Linked DNA regions of Mus musculus: region 1 is linked to region 2. A link is a contact called in public HiChIP or PLAC-seq data. All regions are on one chromosome and are shown on one strand. Each heading gives the region's core, a stretch centred on a gene start, on an enhancer-like site or on the middle of the called end of the contact. The rest is flanking DNA. Distances are from core to core; before and after follow the strand shown. Region 1 overlaps Gm33897 (a long non-coding RNA gene). Region 2 overlaps Gm33843 (a long non-coding RNA gene).

The links. HiChIP or PLAC-seq counts read pairs in DNA pulled down with a chosen protein or histone mark.
Region 1: an HNF4G HiChIP or PLAC-seq map of pancreatic cancer cells shows a contact between it and region 2. The contact joins two enhancer-like sites. A contact is called at or near these places in 2 of 484 Hi-C or Micro-C datasets (both in uterus) and 2 of 115 datasets of contacts at active chromatin or transcription factors (CD8 T cells and pancreatic cancer cells).

Annotation. Positions count from the first base shown.
Region 1 is chr10:96,721,100-96,725,727 of GRCm38.p6, forward strand. The region is part of intron 2 of Gm33897 (a long non-coding RNA gene); the gene reads left to right. Among named protein-coding and RNA genes, the nearest start is that of Gm33897, 7.7 kb to the left of the region's middle. Within about 2 kb of position 1,577, at least 146 of the 459 cell types and tissues checked have an H3K27ac peak or open chromatin away from gene starts, as enhancers often do. A contact at or near this core is called in pancreatic cancer cells, where this site is marked.
Region 2 is chr10:96,555,712-96,559,932 of GRCm38.p6, forward strand. All of the region lies in intron 3 of Gm33843 (a long non-coding RNA gene), which reads right to left. Among named protein-coding and RNA genes, the nearest start is that of Gm33843, 41 kb to the right of the region's middle. Within about 2 kb of position 1,855, at least 25 of the 459 cell types and tissues checked have an H3K27ac peak or open chromatin away from gene starts, as enhancers often do. A contact at or near this core is called in pancreatic cancer cells, where this site is marked.

The DNA.
Region 1 (4,628 bases), core at 327-2,826, 170 kb after region 2:
AAGACTGCTTCTCTGAACAGGATAAACCCATGTGACACTGTGAGGTTTTGCTTTGACTTCTCAGTCTTGTGCCCCAGTCTCACATTGGGTAATTGTCATCTGCCAGCCTGTGGTCGACAGTCTTTCTGATTCTGAAGTGGCCATCGTATGGAGTTGTTAGTCCTTAGAAATCACAGAGCCACAATGGGCAGGGTCCTGAGATCTAGTGTGAAGACTCTGTCAGGCCAGATTTAGCTCTCCTTAATGAGGATCTGCCTGCACTCACTGTCTTTACCACAGCCCCAGGGGTGAATAATTTCCTTTATTTTTTCTATAAGGAGTGCGGGGTGGGGACGGGTATCAGCGGGAGCCTTCGGGTGTCTTAAGCAGTCAGAGGTCACATGTCCTGCTTGTGATTTGCTAGGTCAGCTGAGGCGGGCTTGTGATGCTTTTGTAGTTAGCTCTTCTGTGTCTTGAAAGAATGGATATGCAGACAAGGCTTCTGTGGGATGGGATGTGCTATTGGGTCGGATAAGGGAGGTGTGCCCTTGAGAGCTCCTCTAAAAGGAAAAAAAAAATTGGCTAGAAAGATAGTAGGAGGTCTTTGTGGTGAGATAGCATGGGTGGAGGGGGTATATTCCAGCTATTTCAGAAGTTTGCGGGTGACTGCTCAGGTGGCTTGTGGGGACAGTTTTTGTTTGTTTGTTTGTTTTTAAAACCAAGCCTGTGAAGCTGGGGATGTAGTTCAATAGGTAGAAAGCTTGCTTAGCTTAGCATGAATGAAGCCCTGGTTAGTATCCCTACTACGGCGTTAAACTGAGCGTGGTCCCGTGTGCCTTTAATGCTATTTAATTCCTATACTTAGGTGTTGGAGGAAGGAGAATCTGCACACACAGATTCATCTTCTATACATACCAGCCTGGATTACCAAAATGAAACAACGAGAAATTGGGAGAACATAGTGAGCAAGTGGGCTACACAACAAAAAGGTCAAATGCCCCGCGCTGTACTTCAGAACACGGATGGCCAGTCTCCCTTGTTAGTTCTGGTCTCGTGCTCAATTTGGGCCATAGTAAACACGGGAAGGCACACACAGCCAATCCTAGAAGGTGCAGAGGTTAGCACACTCTGGCTTTGTCTCTTCATGATCCAGATGGCACCAGATCTCCCAGAGCTGCCATGCTTTTAGAAATATTCCCAGAAATTATTACGAGTTTATGAAGGATGACAAAACCTCTTCAACTTCCGATGCAAACACATTTGCGACAGAAAATGGATTAACTTCTGATTCCTGTATGTTCAAACCCTAGTTCAGCTTTTTCATCCACCTGGGCATAACAGTGGGGCCGAGTTTTTCCTCCTCCTGATGTCCTTTGTTCCCTCCTTTCTATTTCCTTCACTTGTTTCAAACTACGGGCAAGAACCAGTCTCTTCATGCATGTGAATTTCCCACTGGCAGGATCCCAATGCTCAGATTCACTGTTTCCCCAATGAGACTCATTCTCTGCTCAGCGTGTGATAGAAGCGCCTGGTCCTGCTTTAGCCCTGCCTGGGCCTGTCCTAGCAGCTTGTACAAATGTAAACACAGGCACTACAACTGTGGCTCACTGTGGAGGGCGGGGCTAGGGGCCAGGGTCCAAGACACGCCCAGAAATGCTCTCCCTCCCTTCGGGTTGCTCCTCCCACAGCCTGCTTGTTTCCAGAGCTTTACAGTGGAGCCACAAAACAGGAGGGTTCTATGGGGGTAAAAATCCGCCTGTTCTGGGCTGTGGCAATTTGCAAGTCCGTGGTATTCGTCCCTTTAACAACTTCCTGCAATGACATTTCTGTCAGGATGATGGGCAAATATGTGGTCAAGGCTTTAAATGCCAGATCCACACAGTTCATTGTTTTTACTAGCTCGCCTCCAGGAGTGGACCTTGATACCCACAAGAAGAATTTAATTAATTAGGCTGTGCTATGTATCTGAGTGCTTTTCCACATTTCTCTATTGTCTCATTTGCAACAAAGGTGCAAATCGCGGCCTTTGACATTTCCGCTGGAAGGAGCTCTCTCAGAGAACTTCATGAAACCAACCTCACCACTCTGGAACCGTGCAAGGAAAACCAGTGTTTTAAAACCATGGTAGACTTGAACACGTACTTCCCTTGCATGACATGAAACACAGAGACAACATACTTACATGGTTCAGGCCAATGAGAACAAATTCCTATCTGTCAAAACCACACAGGCAAACAAGAAGAGCCAGCCCACAAGTTGTCTTTAGTGTGACCGGAGGAACAACAGTATTTTACTCTAGTCTGTATAGTAAAAGTTACTCTTAAAACTCAGTATCACCAGACACTATGGTTTGGACATTGCTGTCTCTGGTCCTTTAAAGAAGGCTAAGGAAAGGTTCTCCATTCTCTTTTAGAAAAGATGAGATAATATTGGATTGCATGGATATCTGCTTAGACACATAGCCACTTTCTGAAAAGAAGAGAAGAGAAGAAAAGAAAGAGGGTATCAGGTTATGTCTTCTTGTGGGAAGTGCTCGTGTCCCACTTTCTGTGGCTTCGGCTGGGCTCTAGTCCCAGGATGCTCTCTCCATATCCGGGCCTCTTGCTCATGCGCTCCCCAGTTCTTTCTTGTCCATAGTGAGAGACTCAGGGCTGGATCCATCCACAGGGAGCTTTGATGAGAGGCAGGTTTTACATCTTTGAGAATGTCTGCTAGGATTGTTTTGGAACCTGTTGAAGAATGAGGCGAAACAACAAAACAGAGCCACAAGGTAAAAGACGGGAGCCAGAACACACAGGGTGAGCATCCAGTCTTGAGACTACATTTAAAGTCCCAGATCCGCATGCGGCTAAATTCAACTTGTTTCTGGCGTTTGCGCCTAACCCGTAGCAGCCATTTCTTTGTCGCAGGCAGTTTTAGTTGGGTCTGTTTCATTTATAGCCGCTCAGTCTGATTACTAGCCCGGGTGATAGATAGAGCACCTTCTCATTTAAGTTTCACAAAACTCCTTTTACAGAACGGAAGCAGGTTAAGAAAGGGGCAGGCACATGCATGAAGGTCCTTCTAGGAAGAGCAGCAGATCTAGGTCTCAAACTCATTTATGCTTTATTCTAAAATTCCAGGCTCAGCCTACGGGAGTCAGCTAAGCCAGGCCGTTCAGTAACAGCCAGCAGCTTGCATAGCTTGAAGGGTAATTCATTAATTCTTCGAGTGTTTCTCGAAATGCGTTTTGATCTTATTTGCCTGGTCTCCTATCTCTTTTCAGACCAGTCCTCAATTCCCTACCCACGGACACTTTTTTTTTTTTTTTTAATTTTATCTATCAGGACCAATTTGTGCTGTCCAAATAGTCTTGGATATCTGGAGAGTAGCCACTGGAGAGTGGACTACTTTAGGGGGCGGGGTTGGGGGGGGGGAGGGCGCTACATTCTTAAAGAAAAGGACTCTGTTTTCAGGTTTCAACAGCAGTTGACAGACAGTTGCACTGCTGGTCCCAAATGGTTTATTACTAAGCATACTCAGTCTTAGGGGCGGAGTCCTCTCTGCCCCTTCTTCCCCAGCAGGCGCCTTCTCTCCTCTTTCTGGTCTACATTCTGAGTAGCAGGCATTTTAAACAGAAGTTTCCTCAGTAGCTTTTGCCTCCTCAGGATACCTGTCATCTACGGAGGAGGAAACTCCATCGTTAGTACCAATCGTTAGGCTGGGGACTCCACAGATCAGGCTTGGGGACAAGAGTGTGGTCTATAAACCCGATTGAAGAGGTTTTTATTTTCCATGATAAAGTGCAAACAAGGAGACATTAGCTTGACCCCGTTCCCTCCCTGGGTGTGTGCAAGTTTTATAGAGCACAGAGTTCTGTCTTGAAAATGGAAGAGAAGAAGGTAAACACTAGCCTGGGAACTGAGGTGCTGGCTCCAGCTGGGAGGTCAGCTGTGCACCCATGACACCCGAAAGCTGTGATGTGGTAGATAACAACCCCCCACTGCCTGCCACAGCTGAGCTCCTCCCAAGAAGGTGCAGCTCAGCTCCGTGAGACCCAGGAAATGGGTCACTCAGCCACCTTCTTTGTCCCTCTCAGCCTCTTGTTGAAATCCTTGGGGGATGTTTTTGAGAGAGTAAGACGTTCCTTGGAGTTTTGTGAATTGCAAAATGTTCAAAAACAGACAAAGGAAAAGTCACAAGCTTTTTGCATAGAAGGCAGCTGCTTTGTGGACCTGTGGGGTTAGGTAAAGAGATGAGGGGAGACTGGGGCCAGGTGTGCAAACAGTCCAGTCCTCAAAAGCAGTAAATGTAAGTGAAGTGACGGACCTCCCCAGATACTGAGATTTCTGAGAGCTGACTGTCCTCTTCAAAGGGCGAAGCTGAGCAGCCTGGGAATGGCTTTTAGGCTATACATTCATAAGCTTTTCAATGAGCTCTGTCGACAGTGTATCTCTTCCAAGGATATATACCCTTGATAAGGAGTAAAATCTTGCTCCCACTCTCAGGGAGCCAAATCTAATATTAGTTCCTTGTGTCTGAGATCTGGAATGGGTAGGGAGATTAAGAATGATTTCTGTAGGTCTCGTAAAACCAAAGCATTCACTTTTTTTTTTCTTCAATGAGTTGCAAAAGTCCCTCTATTTTGCTACCTAGGAGCCAGCACTCGC
Region 2 (4,221 bases), core at 605-3,104:
AAAGCATAGTGCCTTATACTTGCCAGATAAAAATTCTACTACTGGTCCATAGCTCCATCCCCTTTTCAAGACTCTTTTGCTTTGAGACAGAGTCTCCCTTACTTGCCCAGGCTGGCCTTAAAGTCACTGCAGTCTACACACGCTTTGACCTCTTGATCCTCCTGCATCAGGCTCCCAGGTAACTAGGACTACTGACCACCAGGCCATGCTTTCATGTTAGCCTATAATGGACTCAGAATATTTGTGAGTCAAGATGAGAAAACCAGCGGGAATTCTAAGAATAGCTCAGCATTTTCCCAGAAAAGGACTGCCCCTTTCTGCCTGGCTTTTGGTTTTGTTTTGTTTTGTTTTGTTTTGTTTTTTCCTCAGATAGTGTTTCACTACGTACCCTTGGCTGACCCAGAACTCATTATACAGACAGCTATAGTAATGCAATAATAACTCTCAGTACTGTTACTATTTTCACAGCTCTACAACGGTGGGCATTTCAACACCTCTCAAAGCCCTATGCTTGCCCAATTCCCTTTATAAAATCAATCCATCAATCATAAGTAAATAAATGAAAGGAAAAAAGAAGGAAGGAGTGAGGGAAGGAGGGAGGGAGGGAAGAGAGAAGAAAGAAAGAAAGAAAGAAAGAAAGAAAGAAAGAAAGAAAGAAAGAAAGAAAGAAAGAAAGAAAGAGGAATGGATGATGAAGGAAAAAGGAGGACAGAAGGAAGGAAGGAAAGGAGGAAAGGAGGAAGGACGCTTATCTGTAAAAGGAGCTATCCATCTAGGTCTCGAGCACTACAATTAAATGCATGCTCCTCCCCATCCAGCTTCCTTGTTCTGTCTCTATATGAGGTTTTTAAGTAGGACACAGTGTCAGATGCATGACTGAGGCAGACAATTTTGCAAGCCTAATGGTCTGCATCTACAGACAGTTAGCCATGTTGGTCTCAGCTGCTTCAGGGTGGTCTCCAATCTTTACTGTCTGAGCAGTCAGCAATGATAACCTGCTGCAATACAGCTCTGTTCTTTTACCAGCCTTGGCCACCTTGTACTTTACCTCTTTCTTTCATGTGCCTGTCTGGCTAGCCAACCTCAGTAGCATCTCATGGAGCTGTAAGTTAATCCGCATTGCAAGTGTTTTATGGTGAGTGCCGTACACAGGTTGTATTTCTAAACGGCCGCAGCTACCGTCAGTACTATTACTACTGTCACAGGTATGCACGGGTTGACATTTCAATGCCTCTCAAAACACACCTTGCTTCAGCTTACCGTAGGTCAGACCTAACTCTTGACTGAAAAAGAATCCTTAAGGAAGCAATGATTGTCAAACTAGCTCTGTATCTGGCTTCTGGACCTCAGTACGCTGCGTTAAAGTCATCATAGCCCTAGGTGTGCAGCCTCTAAACACCAAAAAGAGCAGTGGAAAAGGAGACAAGCCCTTGGGACATTGTGACCAGCTGGGAACTGATCTTCTTCCTCTTTCCCTCTCCCTCTCCCTCCCCCCTCTCCCCTCCCCCTCCCCCCTCTTCCCTCTCCTCCCTCTCCCTCTCCTCCCTCTCCCTCTCCTCCCTCTCCCTCTCCTCCCTCTCCCTCTCCCTCTCCCTCTCCCTCTCCCTCTCCCTCTCCCTCTCCCTCTCCCTCTCCCTCTCCCTCTCCCTCTCCCTCTCCCTCTCCCTCTCCCTCTCCCTCTCCCCTCAGCTAGTTCAAACTCATCCCCTAATCCTCCGAAGCCATGCCCTGTTACCTCCTTTGGGAGTTACCTCCAGGCTTCAACTGGCTTCCTGACCTTTGGCAGACAGAAGCCTGCTGATGTCGATCACCCTGGCAACACATTGTGGCTTTTTCTTTTTCAGTGAATCACAGGACAGGAATGGAGCCAGAGGAATAGCATCTTCAGAAAGTAAACCCCAGAGCCACCAGTGGCCAGGGAGAATATTGAGAGTTTGGATCCAGACCTCCTAAAGATCATCTCCTTAATTCCTCCATGAGCCTTGAAACCTCACTACAATGTTTCTTAATCTACAAAATTGGTTCATCTCATGTACACCTGTGGAATGATTGTCAAACCATATTTAGTTAAGCTACTGGCAAGTCAGTAATGAGACAGCTGGCCCTCAAGAAGCATTTGTTGAGGCGGACTCTGTCCTTGGACCTGAACCCCCAGGAAGGATCACATGACCTTTGACCTTCTCAACATTCTAAAAGCTTTCCTGGCAGAAGATACTTCAAGAATTACTGCCCACAAACCTATTGTCACTGTGCAGAGCTGGACACGGAAAGGCTTGTATTCTCCTGTGCACAGCCCTTCTTCAAGGAGCCCCTACCATGGGCTCCCCCTCACAGGCTCCTCCCACCAACAACACCCTCCTCATTCCTGCTCTCTCTACCAGAGATCCCTCTCTCCAGGACAGGTCTTCCATGGTGTGATTCACATCCAGGCTTTCAGCCAGGATCCCCCTTCCTTCCTGACCAACTTTCTCATTCTTCTTTTCCTGCTCGACTTTATGCGATAATCCCTTCTTATTGTGAAAGAAAAGAAAGAAAAGTCAGGTCTGGTGTCACAGGCCTACAATTCTGTCTACTTGGAAGACTGAGAGGCAGCAGAAGGAGGGGGCTCATGAGTTGCCTACCCAGACAACTGACTGAGACCGTGTCCCAAATAAAAAGTGAAGGGAGCAGGGAGGGGAAACAAGAGTTATACATACCCCAGAGACGAAATCAAGGCCTCAGGCCAGTCCCCAACAGTGCAAGAAAACAACAGCAAACATAAAAACATCACCACGATCTAGGCTTTTCAAGGAATAAAAACTACAAGGCTAGTGCTTACATAGGGCATCAATTACTTGCTTAGCTCTCTTCAAACTCTGGATACCACATACTGTGGTCACCACATAATTACAATCAAAGAATGTTATATAACAACGTGTGGTGTGTGTGTGTGTGTGTGTGTGTGTGTGTGTGTGTGTGTGTGTGTGTTTGTGTGTGATCATCAGCACTCTCTGGGGCCAATTTTCTATAAGAACACCATTGTAGTATGAGCACTGAGGGAGAAGGATTCCTGTAAATTGGAGGGTGGCCTGGGCTCTATAGCAAGTACCAGGTATATTAGCTACATTTTTGTTGCACTGATAAAATTCCCTGATGAAGGCAGTATAAAGAAGGCCTGCTTAAAACAAAACCATAAGAACATGAACGCTATCTGGGACTCAAGGACAGGAGGATTGGATGTAGCCGAGGCTAGACAGCAGAAGTTGGGGATAAAGAAGAAGGAACAGAGGAGAATGTGGAGTGGATAGGGTAAGGGAGGGAAGGAAAAAGGGGGAAGATAATTTCTTTAAAGCTGAGTAGACATTTATTGTCAGTGACCTCATACGTGTGTGGCCAATAACTTCTATGTTCAGGAGACATTAGGTTGGCACACTTAGGAATTTAGACTTCAGAGTCAGTCAGCCTGGGCTCATGTAGTTTCACCATTGGTTTGAACTCTTGAATAAGGTAATTGATCACTCCATGTGTCAATTTTCTCATCTGCAAAATGAAGACCAGGCCTACTTCACAGGTTTAATATCAGCGCTAAACTGCAAAAAAAAATCCACCTACAGAATAGAGCAAACATTCAATAAACATAAGCTATGGCCATAAGTATCCTAGTGACACAAAACAAGATAATAGATTTACTTAGCCAAGGGAAGACTCAAATGGTACCATGAAATGTACACTAGTGCAGCAAAAACATGGGTCATGAGAGGAAAGGAGCAGAACTCTGATACTCCAGAGTGACCTACCTGATAACCACATGAGCAACTGTACACCCAATACAGACACTGACTCTGCATTAGCCCTAGATAGAGCTGCTTACACACACAGAGGGGCTTCATTCATTTCTTCATTCATTCCACAGAAAAAAGAAAACACACTTGGAGATGAGACCATGTCAGGATGCTTGCTTTCTTACAACACCTCCATTGTTAATATCCACTTGCTTCCCATAGGCACCACAGGAGTGGTACTCTTCACCGAAAACCCACAAGTTCTACGTGCATTTCCGTTTCCGGGTGAGGTTATCCTTCTCATTGAAAAATATGCATTGAAGCTAGGTATGGTACCATTTGCCCTTAATCCCAGCACTTAAGAGATTCAGGCAGGAAGATCAAAGCAAGTTCCAGGTACAAGTTCCAAGCCACCCAGTGATATATAATGGGAGGCTCTCTCAAATTATTTTTAAAAAAA